Linked DNA regions of Mus musculus: regions 1, 3 and 4 are each linked to region 2. A link is a contact called in public promoter capture Hi-C data. All regions are on one chromosome and are shown on one strand. Each heading gives the region's core, a stretch centred on a gene start, on an enhancer-like site or on the middle of the called end of the contact. The rest is flanking DNA. Distances are from core to core; before and after follow the strand shown.

The links. Promoter capture Hi-C pulls out the DNA fragments that hold promoters and counts their contacts.
Region 1: a contact with region 2 is called in a promoter capture Hi-C map of embryonic stem cells, with 5 times the contacts expected there. The contact joins the promoter of Cerk here to the promoter of Brd1 in region 2. A contact is called at or near these places in 14 of 39 promoter capture datasets (the 3T3-L1 cell line, 3T3-L1-derived adipocytes, the C10 cell line and 9 more), 1 of 484 Hi-C or Micro-C datasets (B cells) and 5 of 115 datasets of contacts at active chromatin or transcription factors (astrocytes, embryonic forebrain, large pre-B cells and 2 more).
Region 3: a promoter capture Hi-C map of trophoblast stem cells shows a contact between it and region 2, with 12 times the contacts expected there. The contact joins the enhancer-like site here to the promoter of Brd1 in region 2. A contact is called at or near these places in 9 of 39 promoter capture datasets (the 3T3-L1 cell line, the C10 cell line, cranial neural crest and 5 more) and 5 of 115 datasets of contacts at active chromatin or transcription factors (embryonic forebrain, forebrain, large pre-B cells and 2 more).
Region 4: a promoter capture Hi-C map of the 3T3-L1 cell line shows a contact between it and region 2, with 8 times the contacts expected there. The contact joins the enhancer-like site here to the promoter of Brd1 in region 2. A contact is called at or near these places in 5 of 39 promoter capture datasets (the 3T3-L1 cell line, the C10 cell line, hippocampal neurons and 1 more) and 1 of 115 datasets of contacts at active chromatin or transcription factors (large pre-B cells).

Annotation. Positions count from the first base shown.
Region 1 is chr15:86,183,881-86,189,781 of GRCm38.p6, forward strand. Cerk (ceramide kinase) reads right to left here and starts at 2,261. Exons shown (of 13, transcript NM_145475.4): 1 at 1,627-2,261. The coding sequence starts at 1,768. It overlaps Gm15569 (predicted gene 15569), which reads left to right and starts at 1,848. Exons shown (of 3, transcript NR_155352.1): 1 at 1,848-1,904; 2 at 2,326-2,361; 3 at 2,772-3,316.
Region 2 is chr15:88,732,963-88,738,979 of GRCm38.p6, forward strand. It overlaps Brd1 (bromodomain containing 1), which reads right to left and starts at 1,257. Exons shown (of 13, transcript NM_001033274.3): 1 at 967-1,257. Gm41377 (a long non-coding RNA gene) reads left to right here and starts at 1,159. Exons shown (of 3, transcript XR_875560.2): 1 at 1,159-3,045; 2 at 3,197-3,329.
Region 3 is chr15:86,165,386-86,171,319 of GRCm38.p6, forward strand. Cerk (ceramide kinase) reads right to left here. Exons shown (of 13, transcript NM_145475.4): 2 at 437-550. Among named protein-coding and RNA genes, the nearest start is that of Gm15569, 17 kb to the right of the region's middle. Within about 2 kb of position 3,021, at least 149 of the 459 cell types and tissues checked have an H3K27ac peak or open chromatin away from gene starts, as enhancers often do. A contact at or near this core is called in forebrain and trophoblast stem cells, where this site is marked.
Region 4 is chr15:86,342,213-86,347,788 of GRCm38.p6, forward strand. The region is part of intron 8 of Tbc1d22a (TBC1 domain family, member 22a); the gene reads left to right. Among named protein-coding and RNA genes, the nearest start is that of Tbc1d22a, 130 kb to the left of the region's middle. Within about 2 kb of position 2,804, at least 107 of the 459 cell types and tissues checked have an H3K27ac peak or open chromatin away from gene starts, as enhancers often do.

The sequences.
Region 1 (5,901 bases), core at 1,011-3,510, 2.5 Mb before region 2:
CCTCCATCGTCCCCACCTAGACTGGGTCAACTGCCTTCCTTCAACTCTGCTCTGTCTCTCCTCTCTATCCTCCCTGAAGAGATCACCAGGTCTTTGTAATAAATAAATAAATAAATAAATAAATAAATAAATAAATAAATAAATATTCAGCTGGAAACAACCATCCAGGGGCTTCCTTTGATACCCACTATAAAGACCAATGCCCACTTCAGCCTGCCAGACTGAGGGAGTCCTGGACCCTATCCCCCAGCTCTTCCCCACCAACCGTGACCCTGACACTGGATTCTCGAGGTTCCTTATCAGTTCGCCATCAACACTCAGCCCTTCCAGGTTTCCCTGGGCAAGCACCACCCTTATAAAGTGAGGTCTGCACTGGTGAGTGACCACCCCTTTGGGACTCAAGCTTGATGCCCTACCCTCGGAGGTTCAAATTGGGATCCAAGCCCATTAGATGCACTTATCCCCACGCATCCCTCTGTGCCTCCTTAAGTGGAAAAGGCCCCACTCCATCAGCCACTAGGCTAGAATCCCCAGGTCCATCCCCTAGCAGGCTCTCAAGGGAAACTTGCAGGGGATGTTTGCTGTTTGGTGGTAAAGACTGTGCTTAGCAAGCCACAAGCCCTGGATTCTATCATTCCCAGGAGAGAGAGAGAGAGAGAGAGAGAGAGAGAGAGAGAGAGAGAGAGAGAGAATAACAAGTTGGGCTTGGTGGCACACATCTGTAATACTAGTCTGAGGCTGAGCCACATAGGAAAACAGTCTCAAAACAAACAAACAAACACAACAAAATGGAGCAAGGAATTTATGAAACTGAATTCGTCTACAAGGTCGTCTACAAGGCCCCCCAGCCCAGATGTCCACATACAATCTTCTGTAATCCTCCTTTTAAGGAGGACTGAATGACATCTTTAAAATCTCCGCCAATCCGTCGGCCACCAGACAACCTGCAGCAAAGCACCGGGGAGAGTGGCTCTAGTGTCCTTGCACCATTCCCAGTCACTGCGGGTGGGTTGCGTTTTTTCCCCATGCTGGCCTAAGCTACTCCTCTTTCAACCCTGAGGGCGGCTGAGCAGGGTGTACACTCCATCGGAAAGTCAAAGGCCCTTGCTCAACTGCCTAATCGCAGGAAGTCCCTGCCAGGGCCCCTCTGGGCTTCTCCCATAGAGAAACATGTGTATGTACTTGGGTTCACTGTATTGGACGAAGAATATGACCAGAAACCAGTCCTGTCCAGGTGTGCCAGCGCCATCCCGACGGCAGCACCAGCAACAGACCTCCCCCAGGGTCCCGCGGATGCTCCGGGATGGGGGGTGGGGGGCTGTGGACGTCCGCTCTTCCCCTCCCCCTCCAGCACCTCCAGAGGCTTTGTCATCCCAGTTCCAGGAGTATCTGGGCTCTCAGCACCCAGACGGTTCCCCGCCAGAGGCCGCGGAGTACTTAGACCGCCCGGCACCCGGGCTCTGCGTCTCGGATTCCCCGCGCCTCGGTATCCCGGGCGCCTCTCCCCGTGCCCCAGGTCTCCTCCCTCCGAGTTCCGCCCCATCCCAGCCTGCCCGGAGCGCTCGGGCTACGCAGGCCGGGGTGGATGCAGCGCCGGCCCCACCAGCCCGGGATGGCCACACTTACCGGCACCCGGCGCGGAGGGCCCGGGCTCCGGGCTCCGCCACCAGCGTAGCAGAGCCCGCGCGGGCTCCAGGCTGACGGCACAGCGTCGCCGTTTCACCCACAGCACGGAGTGCAGCGGCTCCGCCGCCCCCATTGCCCCCATCGCCGCCGGCGCGGCCTCGTCCGCCGGGCGCGGGGCGCGCGGACACCGGGGGGGGCGCGGGACCGTTAGCGGCCCCTGCAGTCTGCCCGGCGGTGACGCGGGGAGGCGGGAGCGGGAGGCGGCGCTGCGTCACCCGGTACGCAGAGAGGGTGGCGGGGACCCGGGAGGAGGCGACCAGGGTGAGGACAGGAGAAGCTAGACTTGGGGCCAGAGAAGAATCAGAAACAGAGGAGTCTAGGGAGCCTAGGATGAGGAGCAGAAAAGGCCTAGGAAGGAACGGGAGGGAGGGGTCAGAGGAGGGGACTGAGGGACCTGGCTGTGGGGAGGGCGGTCGGAGCGGCCGGGTGCCCTGAAAGACACTAGTCTGTCGCTCTGGCTGCCCCTGGGTCCTGCTGGGTCTGCACGAGCGACGGGGTAGGGAGGGCTGCAAAGGGACGGGCGGAGTCCCAGCAGCGCAGAAATGTTGCCCGGGCGGTCCTGGGCAGGCGATAGGAGGCCGTGGAACTGCTGGTGTGCGCCCAGGAGCGATTTGACCTTGGGCATCCGTCTCTTTTTAGGTCTTGGTCTCCTGGCGGCTAGCAAGAGTCCTGCAGGTTAGTCCCAGTAGGCAAAGGAAGGCTAGGATGGAGAGGACAGGGGTTACCTTCCAGGGGAGTGGAAGCTTCATGTGTGGATGGTTGTGGGTCTACAGCCACCAGAGAGACGGGAGAAGGCGTCTTCTTATCAGTCACCTGACTGTACCCTCCCAAACAGGCCTAGGGAACCGGAGTTGCTGCTCTTGATGCAGCTTAACATGGGACAAGCTGAACATATCCACCTCAGGGAGGTCTTCCTGGACTCCGTCTCCCCCAGCCAAAGCATCCCAAGACACAGCAGGGCAAAATTCAGCACTGCACTCATTGCATATCTACCCATCTTTGTGAAAATTCCATGGGCATGTGGGCTTGTCCCTTACTGGGTCTCCAGTGTCTAAAATGGTCTCTGTGCATAATGTGTTACTCAGATATTGGTTGCGTGATAGCATCTGTTCACATCTGACCAAGGAAGAGTCTCCTCGGAGATGCTAACTGGTCCAAGAGTGCAGGGCTCTGTGGTGTGACAGAGCTAAGCCTCACAGCGGAGTCAGCTTTCAAGAAGACAGGAGAGCCTTCTGCCCTCCCCCTCAGCTCTCCTGCTGTTGCAGACTGGGGTGGAGCTGGCCAAGTCTACCTTGCCTGTGCCTGGTACCAGAGGGCTAAGGTACAGGTCTGATCCTGTCGGTGCCCTGTGTCCATCTGCAGGGCAGGGACAACCATGAATCACTTGCTTCCTGGAAGCCCAGCCCAATGGTAGGCTCCCTGACAGCCCTGGAGTGTTGGTTAGGCCCAGGCAGAATCCTAGCCCCACCCTGGAGCAAGCTGGACCTGACCTAGCTCAGTTGTTAGTTGAAGCAATGGCTGTCCCAGCTCTTTCCTTTCACGGCTATCGGGATGAGGCTTGGGGAATGTGGACATGAAACTTCTTCAGAAACCTCTTGCCATTGCTGATGATGCTGCCTCTGTTACTGGTGAGGGGTTGTGTCGGGCAAGGGCAGCAGGGGCTATTATTATTATTAATTATTATTATTACTATTATTATTATTATTATTTTGAGACAGGGTTTCTCTGGGTAGTCCTGATTGTCCTGGAGCTCACTCTATAGACTCTCAAACTTAAAGATCCACCTCCCTCTGCCTCCCAAGAGCTGAGATTAAAGGTATGAGCCACCACGCCTGGAAATTAATGCAGTGTTTATATGTAAGTGTTTAATACCAAGAGGACTGGACTCCACCTTAGTCCTAGAGGAGTTCCATCCAGGAAGACACAGCCACACGGTCCACAAAATACTAAAGAACCTGAGGAGGGCCACCTGTGTGAATTATAGCTCACTAGTGAGAACCAGGATCCTGCAGTGCCTACCTCGGACTGAAGTGTACCCCCCTCCCCCATTTGAATTCTGAAGCCCCAAGCTTGATGCCATAGATAGTGGCTTATTTGGAGACAGAGCCTTTAAAGAGGTGACTCAATGAGGGCTTTTGGGGGCACGGGGAGGGGGGGCAATAGCTTGGTTCCTGGACAGAGGTTGCCACTTCTTCAAACACACTCATTCACATATGCGCACTTGCACACATATGAACACATGTGTACAAACAAATTAGACCATTAAGGGCCGGGTGTGGTGGCGCATGCCTTTAATCCCAGCACTCGGGAGGCAGAGGCAGGTGGATTTCTGAGTTCGAGGCCAGCCTGGTCTACAAAGTGAGTTCCAGGACAGCCAGGGCTATACAGAGAAACCCTGTCTCAAAAAAACCAAAAAAAAAAAAAAATTAAACCATTAAGGTAGTCTCAATTCAGGTCAACCAGTGTACTTAGTATAGGGGGGATTTGAACACAGATCCAGGGATGTGTACATAGAACACAAACTATGAGAAGCACCTGAGGAATGGCCATCTACAGGCCTCAGGAGACACCAGCCTGATTGGACCCGTGGTGTTGGGCTTCCTGGGTGTTAGAGTGCTGTGGTGACCCTGGCCAGCTGGTGTATTAGCCTGGCAGCCTGGGAGGCCGCAGTGCCAGGACTCACTGGGAACCTCTGCCAGGGGGAGGGCAGTCTAATGAGGGATGTGTTCTGGGAAGCTGAGGTAGACAGGACGGAAAGGCTCGGGCCCTCCAGGCTGGGGACCATAATGAACACAGCACTGGGGGTGGGAGGAAAGGAGGATGCTCTCTCTCCAGTGCAGCTGCCAGGCCCTTGCTGCCTCTGAGTCCCCTGGGGCTCATCCATTGTTGGGTGTGAAAGCAGATGGCAGAACAGCCGACAGAGCCTTGGAAACATCCGCACAGCCTGGATCAGTCCTGGGCTGTGTGGGTCTCTGCACTGGGACTCAGACCCAGATCCATCCCCCTGATGGCTTCCCAAGCTCCCTGGACCACCTCTTACCTGACTGGTATACCCTTCCCTAGCTAGGCCCTGATCCGAACACCTTCTTACATGTCTGTCTGGAAAGTGTCTACCCACTCTCCTTGCCCACAGCCACCTCTTTGTGCTGTTGAGGTCCCCTGGCTGTCGTAGAACTTCAAGCAATACCTGACTACCTTACAGCCAATGATGCCCCAGCCTGTTGTTGGCCTGGTGTATGCACAGCTGCCCCCACCCCCCTCTCCCCGGTTTAGAGGGGCCATATGAACAGGAAGACCAGGGTGTAGGCTCAGCCCCAGCAGCCTGGAGCTCTCATGAGCTACACACTGTCCTGTCCCTTCCCTCCTGTCACAGGTCAAGCTAGGCAATTCAGTTTCTGACCTGATGCTCTAGGTCATACAAATCTGGGATTCCGACCAGCGACCAGCTGTATGCAGCCAGCACCCTCCCTCCTGGGAGCCAGTTTCTCTCTCACACACGGGCTGCCTGGCTCCTGAGATTCTGTCCAGTCCCACATATTGCCACTAAACATGCACATCCCACCGATTGGGTCACCTATTGGGGAGGTAGCACCTTCCACCTTAGTCATTTCTGAGCTCCTCTCCCTCCGGGAGGCTGGGCTCTTGTTTACACTTGGCCTGCCTGCTTATCCTCCCAAGCTTCCTCCCTGATGAAGTCAGCAGGACTAATTGACATCAGAAACTGGAACACTGCTGGGCGGGGCCAGAGGATCTGGCAGGCCATACCCACAGGCTGCCAGGAATGCTGCCCTCTGCCCTCCACCCTCGAGGAAGAGCCTTCCAAACACTAGCTGTCAGAGCTGACTGCCTGGAAGAAATGCCCTAGGCTCAGAAGCCTGGTTGATGTTCGATAGTCAGACTCACGGTTCACAAAATGCACAATCTAACCTGCCCTCAGGACCCTGACTATGACCGGAAACACCCATTTATCTATTCCATTTAACAAATGGCAAACGGAGACTCTAGAGACCAAACTAATGCGCTCAAGTGACAGATAAAAGCAGTTAGGGGAAGGGTAGTCAGGTTCTCCTGTCCCCACCCCGACACCTCAGAGTCAAGATGAGAAGTTAGAAAGTAGCATAAGCTAAGCTCAATGCTGCATTGTCAGTGGCCATGCCAGCCTCTCAGGCTCTTCCCTGGGACAGCCAGTCCACCTTCAAGAGGGCAGGTAGGAAA
Region 2 (6,017 bases), core at 7-2,506:
TGTTACCAGATGACAGATACTCTAAAACAGTCGCAGCTGGGTGAAGTGAATGTCCTCCATGAAGGGGGGCCGTTTCCTAGGTGTGTGTAAGTGTGTCACAACTGCAGGGCACCATGAGGAGCTGCGTTTTCTGCAAATTAAGCGCACAGGAAAGTTGCTTCTCTCCTAAAGGCCCAAGAAAGCCGCGCACGCGCGCTCGTTTCTCGGCGTTTCCTGCACTCATCCACGGAGTTGTGGCGGAGCTGCGGGCTTGCTCCGGAGATACCAGGCCCCGCTCCACTTAGGAAATCTTCCGAGCCCGTCCCTCTTCAAGGGAGTTTCCTGTCTTGGCAAAATAGATCGGACCGATCTGTTACATAATGCGACCCGCTCCGCACCGCCAAGGCTACGGGCGAGGACGTGGGCAGACGCCACGAGACCCCAGGCCTTCCGCCTCCTCCGCTGTCCGACGCCCGGCCCCTCGGCCGCCCCAGCCGCCCAGACAGCCGAGCTGCCCAGAGCCCGCCCGCCCGGCCCGGCGGCCTCCCCGCCTACTGAGCCCTGCCGATCGCTCCATTCTCTTGGCCGCGCCTCCCGCGCCGCGGCGGCCTCCTTCTACTCCTCTGTCTCCCCGACCCCGCCGCGGCCTCCGTGTCCCTCTCCGCCCCCACCCGGCTGCGGCCTCCGCCTCCGCGATCTCGCCGCGGCCTCGCCTCCCGAACCCGGCCTCTTGGGCGAGCCGCCGGCACCGATCTCCGGCGTCCCCGGCCGCGCCGGCTCACGGCGGCGCACGTCCGCCCGGCCTTCTCGGTCCCTCCGGCTCCCGCGCCCGCCAGGCCTCACGGCCTCGGGGCCTCGCCGCCCCGACTCTCCGGCCTCCCCGCCCGCGGACAATGCGGAGCCGCCGCTGCCGCCTCCAAACATGGCGCCTGCACCTCCGCCCCGGCCGGCGAGGCGGGCGGCGAACGGCGACCGTCAGACACTCACCTTCGGGGGCGCCGCGGCCGCGGGAGCCCGGCGGGCGGGCGGGCGCGGAGGCCGGCGCGGCCGAGGCGGCGCTAATGGCGCCGCGGCTCCTCCGCCAACGGCCGCGCAGCCGTGCCCCGCCGGGCTCCGGGGCGCGCTCGGCCAGCGGCTCCGGGCCCGCAGGGCGCCGCGGCTCGGGCGGGGTCGGCGGCGCCGGCACGGCCGGCTGAGGCCGGCTCGGGGCCCGGCCGGGCGGAGGACGCGGACGCGGAGCTGCTCGGACGCCTGCCGAGGCGCTGCTCGCTCCCCAGCGAAGCAAACAATGCGGCGAGCGCTCCGCCCGGCGCGCTGCGTGCGAGACGCGCCCCGCCCGCCGCCGCCACGACGCGCGCCGCGCCAAGCCGGGATAAGGGGGCGGGGCGGGACGCGAAGGAGAGAGTGGGGTGACCAGGAAGGGTGTTAGGGTGGGGATCCGGATGGGGGAGGAGTGCTACAAAAGTGGGGTGACTAGGAGGAGAATTCTGGGGGAGACAGGCTAGGGTTCCTGAGGATGAAGGACTGCTGCTGTAAGAGAAGGGTAACCAGATGAATGGTGTTTACTATGGGGTCAATGGCACTGAGTAGAGCAAGAATGCTGACCCTAGAGAGCCAGGTGGAGTTTCCTGAGAGTGCTTGCTTTCCAAGGGAGTGGTATTTTGAGAGAATCAAGAGATGCATCCTAAGGGGGGGAAGTGGGGTTCTGATAGTGTCTGGTGACCAGCGTGGTTCACGGAGGATGAGTTAGGAGGGAATGGAAATGAGGGCCGTGATGGAGGGGATCACCAAACAAGGGTGGATTTATTTGAGGAATAAATGGCTAGGACTGGGGAACCCTAAGGTGGCACTAGAAAGGCATTAACAAGGGCACGAGGTCAGTGGTTGGGTAGAGGAGGGTATGGAAAGGACTTGAGGATGACTAGTGACTGGGACAAGTAGTAGCAATCTCAAACTATGGGCAGCCAGGTCTGGGGGCATGCCTCCAACTCAGGCTTTCCTCTTCTTTTCTTTCTTTCTGTCTGTCTGTCTACCTTTCTTACTTACTTTGGTGGTGGTGGTTTGATTGTTTGGTTGCCTGATTTTTGGTTTTGTTGTTTTGAGACAGACTCTCACTATGTAATTCTGACTGTAACTCACTATGTAGTCAGAGATCGGCCTCCCTAAAGGCATGGCCCACCACCCATGACTTAGGCCTTCCTCTTATAAGCATTGTACTCATAGAAGTATTTAAGCATTGACATCCCTACCAAGGAGCTGGTAACACTTACAGCAGTGGTTCTCAACAGTCCTATTGCTGCTGATCAATGCTGTGATGGCCTCCAGCCATCAAATTCTTTCACTTCTACTTTATAACTATAATTTTCAATACTGTTATGAATGTAAATATCTGATATGCAGGACCAAAAGGGTTGTGACCCACAGGCTGAGAACCTCTGCTGTAAAAGGCTTGAAGATTTTGAAATCAGGGCCCTTTGGGTTGGTGCTTAGGGACACTGGTCTTACTCTCCAGCTTGTTCCGTCTACTTTGTCCTTAGTTTAAAAGTTAGTGGCTTCTAGAGAATTTTCATTATGAGACTCATCTGTAAGTATTTTGAAATGGGGGTGAAGACTGGGTAGTTCTTTGGTTGCCTTGGAAGGCTTATGACAGGTGTCATGGTGATGAAGCACTAGTCATGTGCCTGTGACATTAGCCTGGACCTCTCAGGTAAACAGAAGAGCTTTTCATTCGTGAGCAGAGCTGCTCTCCTCCCCGCCCATGACAGGCAGGGCAGGCTCACAGCTCAGGATGTGGCACCAAACAGTTATTGGGACAAGGCAGACTTGCTCATCTGTGCCTTGCAGCTTTTGGCTGGCCACTACTCTTATCCCACTGTAGCCAAACTATGGGCTGGAAAATAGTCATTTTGTTGTTGTTTGTTTTGTTTTTCAATACAAGGCCCCTCAGTATATCCCTGAACTTCCTCTGTGGAGCAGACTGGCCTTGAACTCAAGAGATTTACCTGCCTCTGCCTCCAGAGTCCTGGGATTAAAGGCAATTGCCCTGCTGAAAAATAGTCTTTAAGGGTAAGTTAATTCTGGAGCCACTCCCGAGCAAGGCCTCCTGTTTAGCTAGTACTTTCTTCATGCACACCACTGAGCCATGGTAGGGGTACCCTGTGAGGCCTGAACACATCTGCCGCAAAGCCAGGAACTGTAAATGCTGCCTCCTCTACAGAAGTCCACTCATCTGAATCTAAGCATCCCAGGACCGTGAAGAACAAGCAAGATGAGCCCTCAGCCTTCTCTCTACCTCAGGAAAATGAAATGCAAACCAACGAGGGAAGGACCTCCCACCACACAAAACAAAAGTAAGACACTGTCTCAGAAAAGCAAAGATGAAAGGACACAACAGCTTCAAGAGCAGGAAGGACTGAGGGAGAGGGGGACTTCTCAGGCAAAGCGATTCTTAGTAGGCTGGAGGGATCCCACAGACTGGCATGAGACCAAGACAAACTGCAACTTCAAGGACTAAAGCAACCGAAAAGCTATCAGAGAGGAAAGGCCTTCATTTTTGGTTTGTTTGGGTTTTGGGGGGGTTTATTGGTTTTTCTTGTTTGGTTGGTTGGATTTTTTTGTTGTTTTTTGTTTGGTTTTTCCAAGACAGGGTTTCTTTGTGTAGCCCTGGCTGTCCTTGAACTCACTCTGTAGACCAGGCTGGCCTCAAACTCAGAAATCCGCCTGCCTCTGCCTCCCATGTGCTGGAATTAAAGGCATGCACCACCACACCCAGCTAATAAGGACCTTCTTTATGATGCCCCAGATAATGTTTGTAGAAGGAATTAACTAAAATTCTAAAAGAATTGAACCTAGCTAGAATTCATAAGACAGTAGAAACTAGTGTTCAAATGAGACAGCACAAGAAAGATGGATTCATAGCCTATATATAGTCAAGTTTACTGAAACAAATATCTTTTAAAATCCTAAAAGATACATGTTAGCAAAATTAAAAGTGAATTTAGTAGCAAGACGTGGATTTCAGCCAGAAAACCAGTTTGGACTGTTAATGTCAGATAGTATCAAAAATCTCAGTCAAACTCTGTTGCACCTGTGAAGAGAAAAAGCAACAGGAAATACAAATACTGTGATGTTCTTACATTGTATGATTAAAGCACTTTAAAATCCAAAGAAGGGGGGAGGGGGGGTGGTGACGCAGGCCTTTAATCCCAGTACTGGGGAGGCAGAGGCAGGCAGATTTCTGAGTTGGAGGCCAGCCTGGTATACAAAGTAAGTGCCAGGTCAGCCAGGGCTACACAGAGAAACCAAACCCTCTCATAAAAACAAAAAAAAAAAAACAAAAAAAAAAATCCAAAGAAAATGGATTATAATGTTAAAATATATAATATTTAATGTCAGAATTTATAATGTCACAATTTCCACCTGAAACATAAAATGTGACTTACAGCTTTCAAATGTAAGAAAAAGGTAGAAAAGTCAACAACACTAACAATCAGAAGGACAAAGGTAAAAGACTAAATAAAGGGCAGGGCAGTGCTGGCTCACACTTCACCCCCAGCCCTTAGTCTCTAGGCCAGCCTGGTCTACAGAGCAAGTGCCAGGACAACCAGGGCTACACAGAAACCTTGTGTCGAAAAACAACAGCAGCAACAAAAGAGACTAAAGCATGGCCAATAAGAAACATGGCATGAGCCGCCATTCTATTGTGTGTACATACTCCTAGCACTGTGATGAGAATGCACAAATAGTGTTAGTTTGGGAGCAGACCAGGCTACCAAGAGGCCCTTCTGGGGCAGGGGATAAGAGATGGCATGAATAGTTCAAATAAAGAAATATGACTCAATTAGATTGATCTGTCAGTTTTTTAATCTGGTTGGTTGGTAGGTGGTTAGTTATTATTGTCCACTTTTTTTTTTTTTTTTTTTTTTGAGGTAGTGTTGGTCTCAGTATCTAGCTAGCCTGGAACTCCTCCTGTATAGCACAGGCTGCTCTTAAACTAAAAATCTTCCTGCTTCAGCCTTTGCAATGTGAGGAGAGATTACAGGCACATGTGACCACGCTCAACTCTTTTGTGTTATCTTTTTTAAATTCTTTATTTTTTATAATAACTAGTGACTTTTAATTGATTAAATTCTGTGTATATGTGTGGGTTTGCACATATGAGCCCAGTGCCCAGAGAGGCAGTAAAAGCCTGGAGCTGGGATAACAGGGGTTATGAGTTGTGGGATGTGTATACTAGAAACCATGTTAACCTCTCATTCTAGTCTAGCAGATGATTCATGCCATCCATCCCCCCTTCTGTAACTTAACTGTGAGAAACGTCTATGCATCAGTCCCCCTTTGAGGCCATCTCTGGCCTCCATCAGGCAGAAACCTGGCCTACCCCCATGTATGCACCATTCAAAAGCTTGGTTTTGGAGGTGTCACTGCTCCTCAGAATACCCCTGCTTCAAGACAGAACAGAGCAGGGAACAGGACATTAGTAAGTTTTTCAAATCTGTTTTCTGGCACAAATAAAACCTTTCTTTAACTGTGTCCTCACAAAACAAAAGAAATGCCTCAAGTAACAGTCTAGTCCTTTTTTTCCATTGAGTCTGGAGAATTTTCCATCGGATGTTTGCTACAGTGTTGCATTGGTTCCCTTTCTTGCTGCTGTGACAAAATAACAAAAGCAACTTAAGGATGAAAGAGCTTACTTGGGCTCATTGTTTAAAGGTGCGGGGGCATCATGGGAGGGAAGCTGGTCATGCTACACCCACAGACAAGAAGTTAAGATAGTTTTTATTCAGTGTCCTCAGCCAATGGACCTGTGCCTCCTACAGTTAGGGGTGGGTCTTCCCATCTTCCTTACCCTGATCTAAACTCTCTCTCACTGCAGTGCCCAGAGGTTTGTCTCCCAGGTGATGATAGAACCTGTAAAGTTGATAATACTGAGCACTGTAGACAGCTTACTCTTTTGTTTTTTGGTAGAATCAATCTGGCTGTCCAGGTTAGCCTAGGACTCTCTATGTGTAGCCTAGACGAGCTTTAAACTTAGCCCT
Region 3 (5,934 bases), core at 1,771-4,270, 2.6 Mb before region 2:
AGTATATGGGGGGTGGTGGGGACTAAAGCTGAGGCTCAAGCTATGTGGTTATAAGAGAAACCCAGATCCCTGTTGGGTGAGGGACACCACACCTTTGTAAGTAAGTCCTCGTCTAGGCTCTGTAAAGAAGCCCGATAAATTCATCAGTTTCCCCAAGAGCGAACTTTGGTGCTAAATTGCCTGGGTTTGTCCTTGAGACGCTGGGAGGAGGTAGAATTTTAGCAACACAGGGAGAGACAGAGAGCCCTTTACATACACGTTTTCCCAGCCCCCAAAATAGATTTTGAATGATTGCTATCAGAGTCTGTGAAGATGAGCCAGTCACTGGCTTTGATAAGACCTTCTCCGAGGTCTTCATGGAGCTAACTGGGGTCGGGGGTGGGGTGGAGGGACAGGGGAGGGCCTGGGGAGTTGGCAAACACTGAGGCCCCCTCACCTGTGAATGCGAACGGATTTTCCATTTTATGCCATCGGCCACTGGAGGCGTGTTTCTCGCAGTCGTCTTTTTCCTCAACAGCGATGATCTCCGACACCAGTACCGAGCGGGCATCTACAAAGACACCACACTTAGATCCGAGGACCCATCAGAGCTACACAGACAGAAAAGCCTCCCCCCCCACCCCACCCCAAACTCCGAAGGCTGCGCATAATCGTTCCTACACTCATTCCATAACCCCAAACACAAAGGAAGGCGAGGGTTGACAAGATGGCGCTTGATGTCCGGCGTGAAATCCTGGGATCTGCAGGGTGGAAGGGGGAAACCAGCTTCTCCTGGTTGTCCTCTAACTTCCCCGAACACACCCTGGCACGCACCCTCTCCCAACAAATAAACAGCAATCTTTTTTTCTTTTTCTTTTTCTTTTCTTTTTTTTAAAGAAGGAAGGAAAGCAGGCAGGAAGGTTGGAGGTCATGCCACTCAGAACAAGAGGCAGCTTGGTGTCATCGGAGGGCAGACTCGAGCTGTGACCCTTACATGGTCTGTCTGTTCAGCTATTTAAGCCACAAGTGCTGATTGCTGAGTCAGCTATTGTACTATGTGAGGCGTGTTCTGGACGTGTTCTCTGTTCTGAGGCCTAAAGTGGCTCAGAAATCCAAGAGGGATAGAAGACACATAATAAAGGATGCCAGGGCCACCAAAGTATGTGAGAATCTGGGTCCAGTCTGTGGAGAAGTGTTCCAGGGAAGCTGGGCTCTGATTGGATGCAAGAAGATGGGACGACTTGGGCCCAGAATAGCGTGTTTTCTCAACCTGTTGATCAATACTTCTTTGGGTCATGTCTCAGACATTGGATATTACATTTCTTTATATATTTATTTATTTATTTTTGGTTTTTCAAGACAGGGTTTCTCTGTGGAGCCCTGGCTGTCCTGGAACTCACTCTGTAGACCAGGCTGGCCTCAAACTCAGAAATCGGCCTGCCTCTGCCTCCCGAGTGCTGGGATTAAAGGCGTGTGCCACCACTGCTCGGCTTACATTACAATTCTTAACAGTAGCAACATTACAGTTATGAAATAGCAATGGAAGAATTTTATGATGGGGGTGGGGGGCACCACAACGTGAGGCACTGTATTAAAGGGCTGTAGCACTAGGAAGGTTGAGAACCACTGGCCTAGAGAATCACAGCTCCAGGCAATCTTTTGGTTTGATTCTGTTGCTTTGAGTTAAGTACAGTCTTTCTAGATATCCCAGATTAGCCATGGACTCTCAATCCTCCTGCCTCAGCCTCTTGAGTGCATATGGGTGTACCCCGTCATGCCTGGTGACTAAAAATCTCTAACCCAGTAGCTCAGAGAGAGGCAGACTGGTCTAAACTTGCTTGACGCATGCTGTAATTACTTAACTTGGATCAAAAGAAAGTTCTAGGCTGGGCACGCAGCCTTGGGAAATAACAGGTTCCGACAGAAGCTGTGGGCTGAGGCTATGCCGGTCAGGGGGAGCAGAGGCAATTACAGACACAGCATCCTCTTTGAACACAGGCTGGACTCCCAATGCTTCTTTATGAATCACCTTGTATTTTTGTACAGATGAACATTGCTACCTGCTGGCTTCCTAGGTTGGCTCTCAACCCTGCAGTCTAGCTAAAAAAATCCTGCGTCTCTGCCAGCACCCAAATTAGCAGGCCATGCTGTGGTGGCACCTGTGATCCCTTTGTGGTAGTATTTTTCCCCAAGTTGGTGCCATTGAAATTGGGTCATCAGAACCTGGAAGGTTCGATCTGAGCCATGAAAGGATTGTAGTCATGCCCCCAGAATCCCCAGAGGCACATACACTGGGAGGGGCTGAACTGAGCAGGATCAAGCCCATTGCCTTGTGGACCCTGTGCCCACCCTGGGTCTGGGGCCACCCTCAGCATTCCACAGGTGGCTGCCTCCTGGGATTCCCATTTTTATACCATTGTGCCTCCGAAATTCAGTTTTTAGCTGCTTCTAATTCTCCCTTCCCTAGTCTTCCCCTTCCCTCACCCCACACAGCTCCTCGTTACTCCTGCGAGGATGTTACTCAGGACAGGCCCTGTGACAGACATCTGGACACCTTCTACATAGCAAGTAGCTTGCCACCAGCAGCCAATTCTCCGACATGGCCCCTCCCTTCTCCTGCAACTTACCCATCTTCCCCATTTCTGGGGATGTTGACCTGGCCCTCATGGAGCCGCCTCCAAATCCTGCCCTGCTTGTGACCCTGCACCCACTCCCTGTACCCACCCGACCTCTGACTGCCTCCTTCCTGCAACACCAGGAGGTGACAGAGGCACATCTCTGTGCTGTTATGGCTCACCTGCCAAGCTCACATCAGGTCCTCAGAACAAACCTGAGGCAGTGACCCTCTGATAAAGCCCCCTGTGCTTTGAGTCTAGGACCACTGAGGGCAGACTTCAAGCATTTCCCAGTGCCTCTTATTCATAACTGTGACTGTCCCTAAGAATCAGGTGACAGAAGTCACAGCTGCTAAGCACAGTCGTGGAGTGAGATAAGCATCTGATGTTCAGAAGACTAAGAGGCAACCGTGTTACATCACAAAATAACTAAAGTGTGCTAGTGACGGTTGGACAACTCTCTTAAAAGTGTGCCCACGAATCATGCTTCATCTTACATATTCAGAGGGAGTCTCAGACCAAGAAAGGAGAGAACAGTGTCCTAATGTCCCTGATGTCACATGCTCTGCTGGCCAGACCCCAAAGGCCATGCTGCACCAGGGACCCCACACAGCCACGCAGCCCACAGTACATTCCACAGCTGCCGTTGCACACAAGCCACACCACGGCTCATGTGACACTGGCATTGTCCCTTGGTGGGAACAAAAGCTCTAAAACCAGCACTGTTTAGATCCCCACAAGCATAACCGGATGGGTGAATTGGGAGGCGGAAAAACATTGAACTAGGGTAAGTCACATGAGCTGTCAGGAGGGACTCAGGCCTGGCGTGGGGGGGGGGAGGGGCTGGGGAGATCTTGTGATTGAGCTAGTGGTTCCGGAGAGAACAACAGTAGGAAGAGGGTAGGCCAAGAAGCAGTGAGGGACAAGGAGTCAGGGATGCAAGGAGAGAGGGGCTCTATGATGGGAATGTCATGTAGGGTGTAGGAGATTGTAGCATCTCCCTGCTAGGGACTGGGCGGGGCTAAGGGAAGGGAAGGAATGAGGATCTGTGGACAAAGAAGAACGGCTCGATAAAAATGACCTATCAGAAACCTGAGCTATCATCAGTGGCGCTGTGCTTCCAACAGGCCCCCCATCCCTGCACAGCACCTCTACATCTTCTACACCCCCACCTCTACATCCAATGCCTTGTGCCAGGAAACTGAGACTGTCAGTCACAGGGGTCAGTGGCGAGAACTGTGTGACTCAGAGGTATTGAAGGAGCTGGCATCTGGACCTCTTGGGGTGGAATGCCCCTCAAACAAGTTCTCTGATATGCAGTCTAGACCGTACGGGGAGATGCCCACACACCAGGATGGCCACATGGACACTTGATGACATCAACCACAGCAACTGAGAACAGGAGGGGGACCCTGGCAAACAGCTGGCCAGGCAGGAATTCTGGGCCCTTTCTTTTCCTATAGAATGCTATATTTCTCTGGTACACGTCCTCATACACTACCAGCAAGGTTAGAAGGTTCACAGAGACCCGGGATGAGAAGTGCAGTTTTTCCCAGACCAGGCAGGCCCCGAGCCTGTGTGATGAGGACACTGGCAACAGGCTGCCCTTCAGGGAACTTTCTGCTTTGAAGGGAAAGAAATAAGAAAGCCAGGGCTAGGCATAGCTCATCTGGTCCAAGAACGGTATGCTGTCTTGCTGTGCCCTGTGCTGTCTAGGCTGCAGCTGGGATGTGCCAAGAGCAGCCAACTTTCTCATGCTTCTACACTCAGCTTGCCAGGCAGCCTCGGCCATGAGTGGTGGATGTTACCCTAGGCTCTTGTAGATCCTGTTCCTGATCACAGAAAAGCAGTGGCTGACAGTCATTAGGCACGTCCCCTTCCCTTTAATAAAATAATGGCTGGCTATGACTCAGAGTCAAATGTCCTGGATCGCTACAAAGGATATTAACTTCCTTTTCCAGGACCTCACAGTCAGACTGCGGGTCAGCCTTAGGGCAGGAGCAGTGAGTGTCCAAGACACAAAAGATGACAGATGCTGTGGCCCACAGCCCAAAAGGACCAAGCCCACACCCGCATTGTGCAGTCTCTACCTGTCCCCTCACAGGGACCACAGTACCATTCACTGTGCCAGTCACACACCTGATGTGGGGACACAGAGTGCTGCTCCTGGTGCCCCCACCATTCTGAGAGGTGGCCCTGTTTATGGTGTTGCTGTCCTGAGTACACCAAAGTGGGGCCCCAACCTGTTGTGGGTACAGAGGCCAGTTCACTCTAACCTCCAGTGCCCCCAACACTGTGTAGGACGAGGTAAGCACTCATAGGTGTCCTTGCCCACTCCATTTGGGACTCTGGATGCGTCCCCATCAGCCTGTTGCACAAGGACCTAGCCAATCGTGGGTCCAACCCTGGACTCCTTACTACCAGCAAACTAGTCATCTCCTCAGGCCCCGAGAAGACAGTCTTCTTCACTCGGCTTGTGATTTGTTTTGCAATCCATGCCATTGCTTTGCTGGGCTGACGAGAAGCTAGAATGATGATGGTTTTTCAAATCATTCTACATACTTGTCCAGAGGGCCTAGTTGGAGGAGTGAGGTCCACCTCGAAGTGCCACCTTCTTGCCGGTGGCACGAGCACTGAGAAGTCACTCTCTCCTTCAAGCCAGAGCGAGTTTCTGCCCCCCCCCAGAGAAATCTACCCTTTTCCTTCAGAATCCAGAGGTTAGAGTAACCCCTGCCCCCTCCTACCTTCCTGGTACAGGCCAAGTGAACTTTGGTAGTGCCTCCCAGGGACCCCTTCCAGACACCCTTGCCTCATGAGTCACCCCACCTCCACCCCCATCATTCCAGCTTCTCGTCAGCCCAGCAAAGCAATGGCATGGATTGCAAAACAAATCACAAGCCGAGTGAGGAAGACTGTCTTCTCGGGGCCTGAGGAGATGACTAGTAGGTAAAATGCTTGCTGAACAAGCATAGGGGCTCAGGTTCGATCCCCAGCACCTACTTGGAAAGTCAGTTACAGTTCGTGTGGGGCTTGTTTGTGATCCAGGGGTTTGGGGGTGGGTGGGTAGAGACAGGACACCCCAGAGGTTCATTGGCCAGACATTCTAGTCCCAGGTCTGAAAAAGAGAGCCTGCCTCAAAAAGCAAATTGAGGTTGGGGAGGGGAAGTTAAGTGTGGGAGAAGGGGCTGGAGAGATGGCTCAGTGATTAAGAGCTCTGGGTCTAATTTCCAGCAACCACATGGCAGCTCATGGCTATCTGTAACTCCAGTTCCAGGAGATCTGACTCCCTTTCCTGGCCTGTGCAGGCACCAGGAACACATGGTACATATCCATACATGCC
Region 4 (5,576 bases), core at 1,554-4,053, 2.4 Mb before region 2:
TTAATTCTTCCCTATCTCCATCTCCTCCCCCACCCTCTTTTTAAAAAATAATGCCTCTCCATATAGCCTAAGCCAGACTAGATTCACTCTGTAGGCCAGGATGCTCTCAAGGTCTTGATCTGCCTACCTCAGCCTCAAGTACTAGGATTTCAGGTGTGCACCTCCATGCATGGCCACCAGTGTCCTTCTAACTAACAGGTGATTTGTGGAGGTTGCATGTTAGGTAGTATTGTGACTGTGGACTGTGATGGGTTGCTCTGCAGAGAAAGTTAATGGAACAGCTTTTCACTTGTGTGCTGATGCAGCGTTCCTGAGCCCTTTTGAGGTGCTGAGCTAGACCAGTGCTTGCTGTGAAAGGAGAGCCAGATGCAGATGTCTATAGGAACTGGCCAGGGAGAGCCTCTGGCAGTGGGAAATACAAACATGTAGATCCCGCCTTACTAATGCTGATATTTCACCTACCAATGTAAAGGGACAAAGGGAAAGGGTCAGGTTGAGGAGCAGTCTTCAAGATAGCCAGTGTCAGTCCCTGCTGGCAGCCTGTAACTCTGAGCCTGCCTCTAGCCAGCCTGTGTCAGGGGCCCCAGCATGGCCTGCTCTTCCACCTTCTCCCTGAAGTTGAGGCGGCTGCCTTGATTGCTTTAGGTAATCCTTCTGGCATCCGTGTGCCACATTCCTTATGGTAGGAGGATGTGAGGCAGAGAGATGGTTCAGTAGTTTAAAGCATTTGTTGTTACTGTAGAGAACTTGGGTTTGGTTGCCAATACCCACATGGCAGCTTGTAACTGTGTGTAGCTCCAGTGCAGGGGATCTAATACCCTCTCTGGCCTCTGAGGGCACCAAGCACTCTTTCAGAGCATATAGGCACACAGGCACTCTACACACAGAAAATAAAATAAACCATAAGTCATGTGATTTGACGTCTGCCCCCACAAGAAGGGATGTGGCTGAGCCACTGGGATCAGCTTCCCGGAAGACTGTGCAGCAGCTTCTGCAGTGCCCATATTTTCAGTGACAGGGTGTGGCTGACTTCCTCTTGCAGGTAGCACTTTGAGTGACTCAGATTTCTTCTACGCTGATTTTGAAAAAAAGTGCCCAGTTGTTTTACTCCGCGGAGAACTTGAACCTGCCCTGCAGAACTCTTGTGTGTTAGTATTTGTGATGGGCAGTGTTAATTGTCAATTCACAGACTCTAGAATCACCTGGGAGTGCCATGAGAGCCAGCTTTATCTGGATTATGTTAGTTGAGGAAGACCTGCCCATTGAGGCTGACCCTGTTCTCTGGACAGGGAAGACTGCTGAAAGGGAGCTGAGAACCAGCATGCATTCCCTGCTGTCTTCTGACTGTGGATGCCCTGTGGCCGGCTGCCTCAGGCTTCTGCTGCCTTGATTTCCTAACCATGGCGGATGGACCTTTGACTCTTCCTGCCACACTGTGCTCTGAGAGTCTCCCAGGGGTCTCGGTGCATTTTGTTAACCCCTCCCCACAAAGTCTTCCTGATCCTCTTAGGGCTGAGTACTATGTTTGGAGCTGGCCCTGTAGGTTCTAAAAGTCTGCTTCTTATTCCTTGGATTGGGCAGGCACCATTTTTAACTGAAATGAACCTCCCAGTGTGGGTGAGTCGTATGTGTTGGGGATCAGTTAGTTTTACTTCATGGCTTTAGCTGGCTTCTTTCCTACAAAGCTGTTTGAGGGTGTTTTCTTTATTCTCAGGTGGCCTACTGCCATGTGTTTCTTACTGAGAAATAACTCTTTGTAGATTATTGTTATGAGCCGTTGGCCTGTCATAAATTTGTTGGACTTTCCCTCTTACAAGCACTTAAGAGTTTTTACAGGATACAGTAGCCCTGCTTTTCTGCTGCCTTCCTGACCTGCCCCCCAGGGCACGTGCTTAAGCCACACAGCTTTCCCAGAGCCTGCACTGCATTCATGTTTGTGACAAGAGTGGGCCCTAAACAACCCACGGAGGTGAATTTTGTCCCAGTGAAAGACCCCCTGGTGTGGGGTGAATGAAACCATCTTTGTGGGGCTGACTGACCAAGGATTCAGGGTGAGCAGGCTGGGTTGCTGGTCTTATTTTGGTCCTTTATTCTCTCTGCTGCTTTTATGCACAATTTGAATCAGGGCTGCTTTGTTGGTTGATATGAAGACCCTCGGTTACTTTTGACTAATTAGATAGAGATGAATCACTTTAGTAGATTGATTTATGATGTTTGTATCCTTAGCAAGTTCATTTCCATAGGTCCCCACTGCTGAGAAGTGGGTGTCTGTCTGTGTAGTCTCCTAATTGGAATACAGAGTCAGAAAGAAGGTCTTAGCTGAAAGTCCAAGATGCCTTTCCTCATTAAGGAATAAGAAAGGGACCCAAATCTGTTAATACCACACTCAGGCAGACATCCTTGAGGTGCTGGAGGGCTGAGCCTGTCTCAGGTGCTCATCTTGTGGCTTAATGACCCATAAGGACCCTGGATTCCCTGCTGTCCCGTGTCAGGGAGAGCAGGGTTGGGGTTGAGACAGTTAGGATCCCCCAGGGACATATGAGCACCCTGCTTTCCTGAGAAACTGCGCCTATAATTTTCAAAGGCAAACTCAGCTTTTTTTTTTTTTTTCACAGCTGTAGTTTTTTTGAGGCTTTCAAAATAGCCAACTTGTTCTCCACCTTCTGAGAGAACCGAGTCTTCTTGAGGGGGTGGCAAGGGCGAGTTAAGGGGGCATACTTGCTTCCTTCGATTTGAGTGACTTCCCTTTTACTGTAGTGTTGCTTGCACTGTCATTGGCATACTCAAATGAGAGTTCCGATGCACAGCCGTCAGCTCAGTAATAGCCTGAATGTTTTCTGTAGCTGAGAAACTGGGCTGGCGCCTACTTCTCATTCCTCAAGGAGTAGTTTTTCTCATTATGGTTGTAATTAGTCATTCCTCCTAGACCACAGACTCTTTGAAGGAAGTCTGTTTACTCCCTCGTCCTGCATTAATGAACATCTGCTCTGTGCTAGCACCGTTGTAGGCCTGAGAGACACAGGCTTTGGGGTACCCTTCCGGGTTCAGGGTCAGTACCAGGAAGCATAGATGGGAGATTGAGCTTGTGGCATGTGCTGTGTGGGGCCTCTGCAAGCTACATTCTGTCCTTTGCGGTGGGGACTGTGACTGTGGGATTGACTTGTCCCCTGTGCAATTGCTGACTATAGTGGACCATACTCATTTGTGCTGCTGTAGGCATTACCCAATAGCCCTTGTCTACCTCAGAGTCTCTGCATCTTTCTCTGTCCTGTCCTATGGCAACCTTCAGTTGGGTTGGCTCTCAACTTTCAGTCTCTGTGATGATAGGGATTTATATGGGTCAGCCCAGAGCTGTGTCCAGGCTCTATGAGTCTCACCCGTCTCAACGTCACCTTCCTTCATACCACTGTGAACTTAGTATGGGCAGCCATCTACACTGGACAGACACCCCTCCACTTCCATCTCTGTCTCATTTGCTTCCCCACCCCCCCCCCCCTTTTTTTTTAATTGGCAAATATCCCTACAAATGAGCAGCCAAAAACCACTGAGTCCAGAGGGCAGTGAAGGAGCAGTTTCCTTTTTCAGACATTAAAAAGATGCTCTTGTCTCACCCTCTCCCTTCCCACCCCAGTTTCTTGTTAGTGCTTCAAGCTTGAGATAGAACCAGTTACTGCTTCAGCGAGTAATTTTTCTATGAACAAGAATGCCTACTCACAGTGGTGTTGTGAAGCCAAGAGCCCAGGCGCGGTAAGATTGCTATGTTGTGAAAGAACAGAAAGTGACATCGCAGGCCCAGGGAGTGCCTTTCTTTCTGTGCTTGTCTCCCCACCAGCATCCTGCAGCACAGCATCCTGCAGCACAGGCCCACCTTCTTCCGGAGTCTTGCTTTCCTGACTGCGGGTTCTGTGAGGTTGGTCAGGGCTATGGAGGGCGGGGGATAGGGAGCTAACTGTTGCTGTGAGAAGCAGCCGCCGGTGCTCTTCAGCTGGGACTGTCTCCCAGGCCACTGAACAGCTCCTGGGTCGTAAATATGCTCAGGCTAACCCATCTCACCCTTATCTTGTGGTTCTTGTCTGTTCACACCCCTCCCTCCAATCGTAGGTTTGTGCTGTGGCCCCACAGGTGGTGGCTGAAGTTTTCAGCAGTGGAGTAGAGAGGGAACGGTGACTGTGGTGTCTTCTATAACCTTGAATTGAACGTTATTTATATTAGAATTAAACATTCCCACTGCAAAACCAATTTGATCACAGTGTTAGTTGTTTTTGCTGAACCAGAGTTTTGTGAATTTATAGTCTGGCGTTGTGGTGCTACCCTCACCAAAGCAGGACCCTTTCTCCACAACAGAGCCCAAATCTGCGTAATTAAGTGGTACAATCTCTATCACCAAAGTGTCAGGGTTTCAAATTTAAAACTCCCAAGTTGGGAAATGTGAAGATTAGATCCATAGAGCAATTCCAGCTTGCTTATAAAGAACAGAATATTTTTGATTACCAGTTAAGCTCCTAATTATGTGAAGAGGTTTATTGCAGGGTTTGTGCAGCATAGGTGATTAGTGTCGTCATGACAACAGCCTCTCCCTCCTTCCTACCACCAGGAGCTTGCTCTCTGCCAGGTGCTGGCTCTTTACTCTACAGCCTGGCATACTAGACATCTGTACCAGTGTCGAAGGATCCTTTGGTAGGAGGGGAGACATATAAACTGGAGTCATTTTCCTCCTTTCCAGGCGCCACCCTCTGTTATGTGAATTGATATGAAAGAGATCCCAGCTCCACTCACTGCCTCATATTAGAAGGTAAAATTCAAGTGCTCAGGTACCTTGGCCATTTCAAATCCTGATGCCATCCCTGGAGGCCTCCCCAGCCGGGAGTCCTTAAGTTGGGGTGATGTCATGACATCAGTTCAGTCCTTTGCTTGAGTGACAGCCCATGCGCTGAATGCTTTACTGACAGTTTCTACTCACTAAGTCCTACTTCCTAAATCCATACAGTTAGCTCTTATAGGAGCTCCTCCACTCTGTCCCCCAGCCAGAGGCTGCAGTGTATCAGAGAGGCAGGGGAAATGTGGAGGGAGTGCCCAGGACTCACACCAGGCCCTGAAGCTTCCTAGACCTTGTCCTGAGGCTGCCACTGTGCTCTCTCATTGGCGCTTTTTCCCTAGGTGGTTGAGTGTATGCAAACAGAACAAAGACTCAGTGGTTAGAAGGTGGCAGATGTTGATCCTGCCAATTACTTGCCAAATGCATGAAATTCAAGAAGAATGAAGACCAAAGTGTGGACACTTTACCCTTTCTTAGAAATGGGAACAAAACGCCCATGGAAGGAGTTACAGAGACAAAATTTGGAGCTGTGACGAAAGGATGGACCGTCTAGTGATTGCCATATGCAGGGATCCATCCCATAATCAGCTTCCAAATGCTGACACCATTGCATACACTAGCAAGCATTTGCTGAAAGGACCCTGATATAGCTGTCTCTTGTGAGACTATGCTGGGGCCTAGCAAACACAGAAGTGGATGATCACAGTCAGCTATTGGATGGGTCACACGGCCCCCAATGGAGGAGCTAGAGAAATTACCC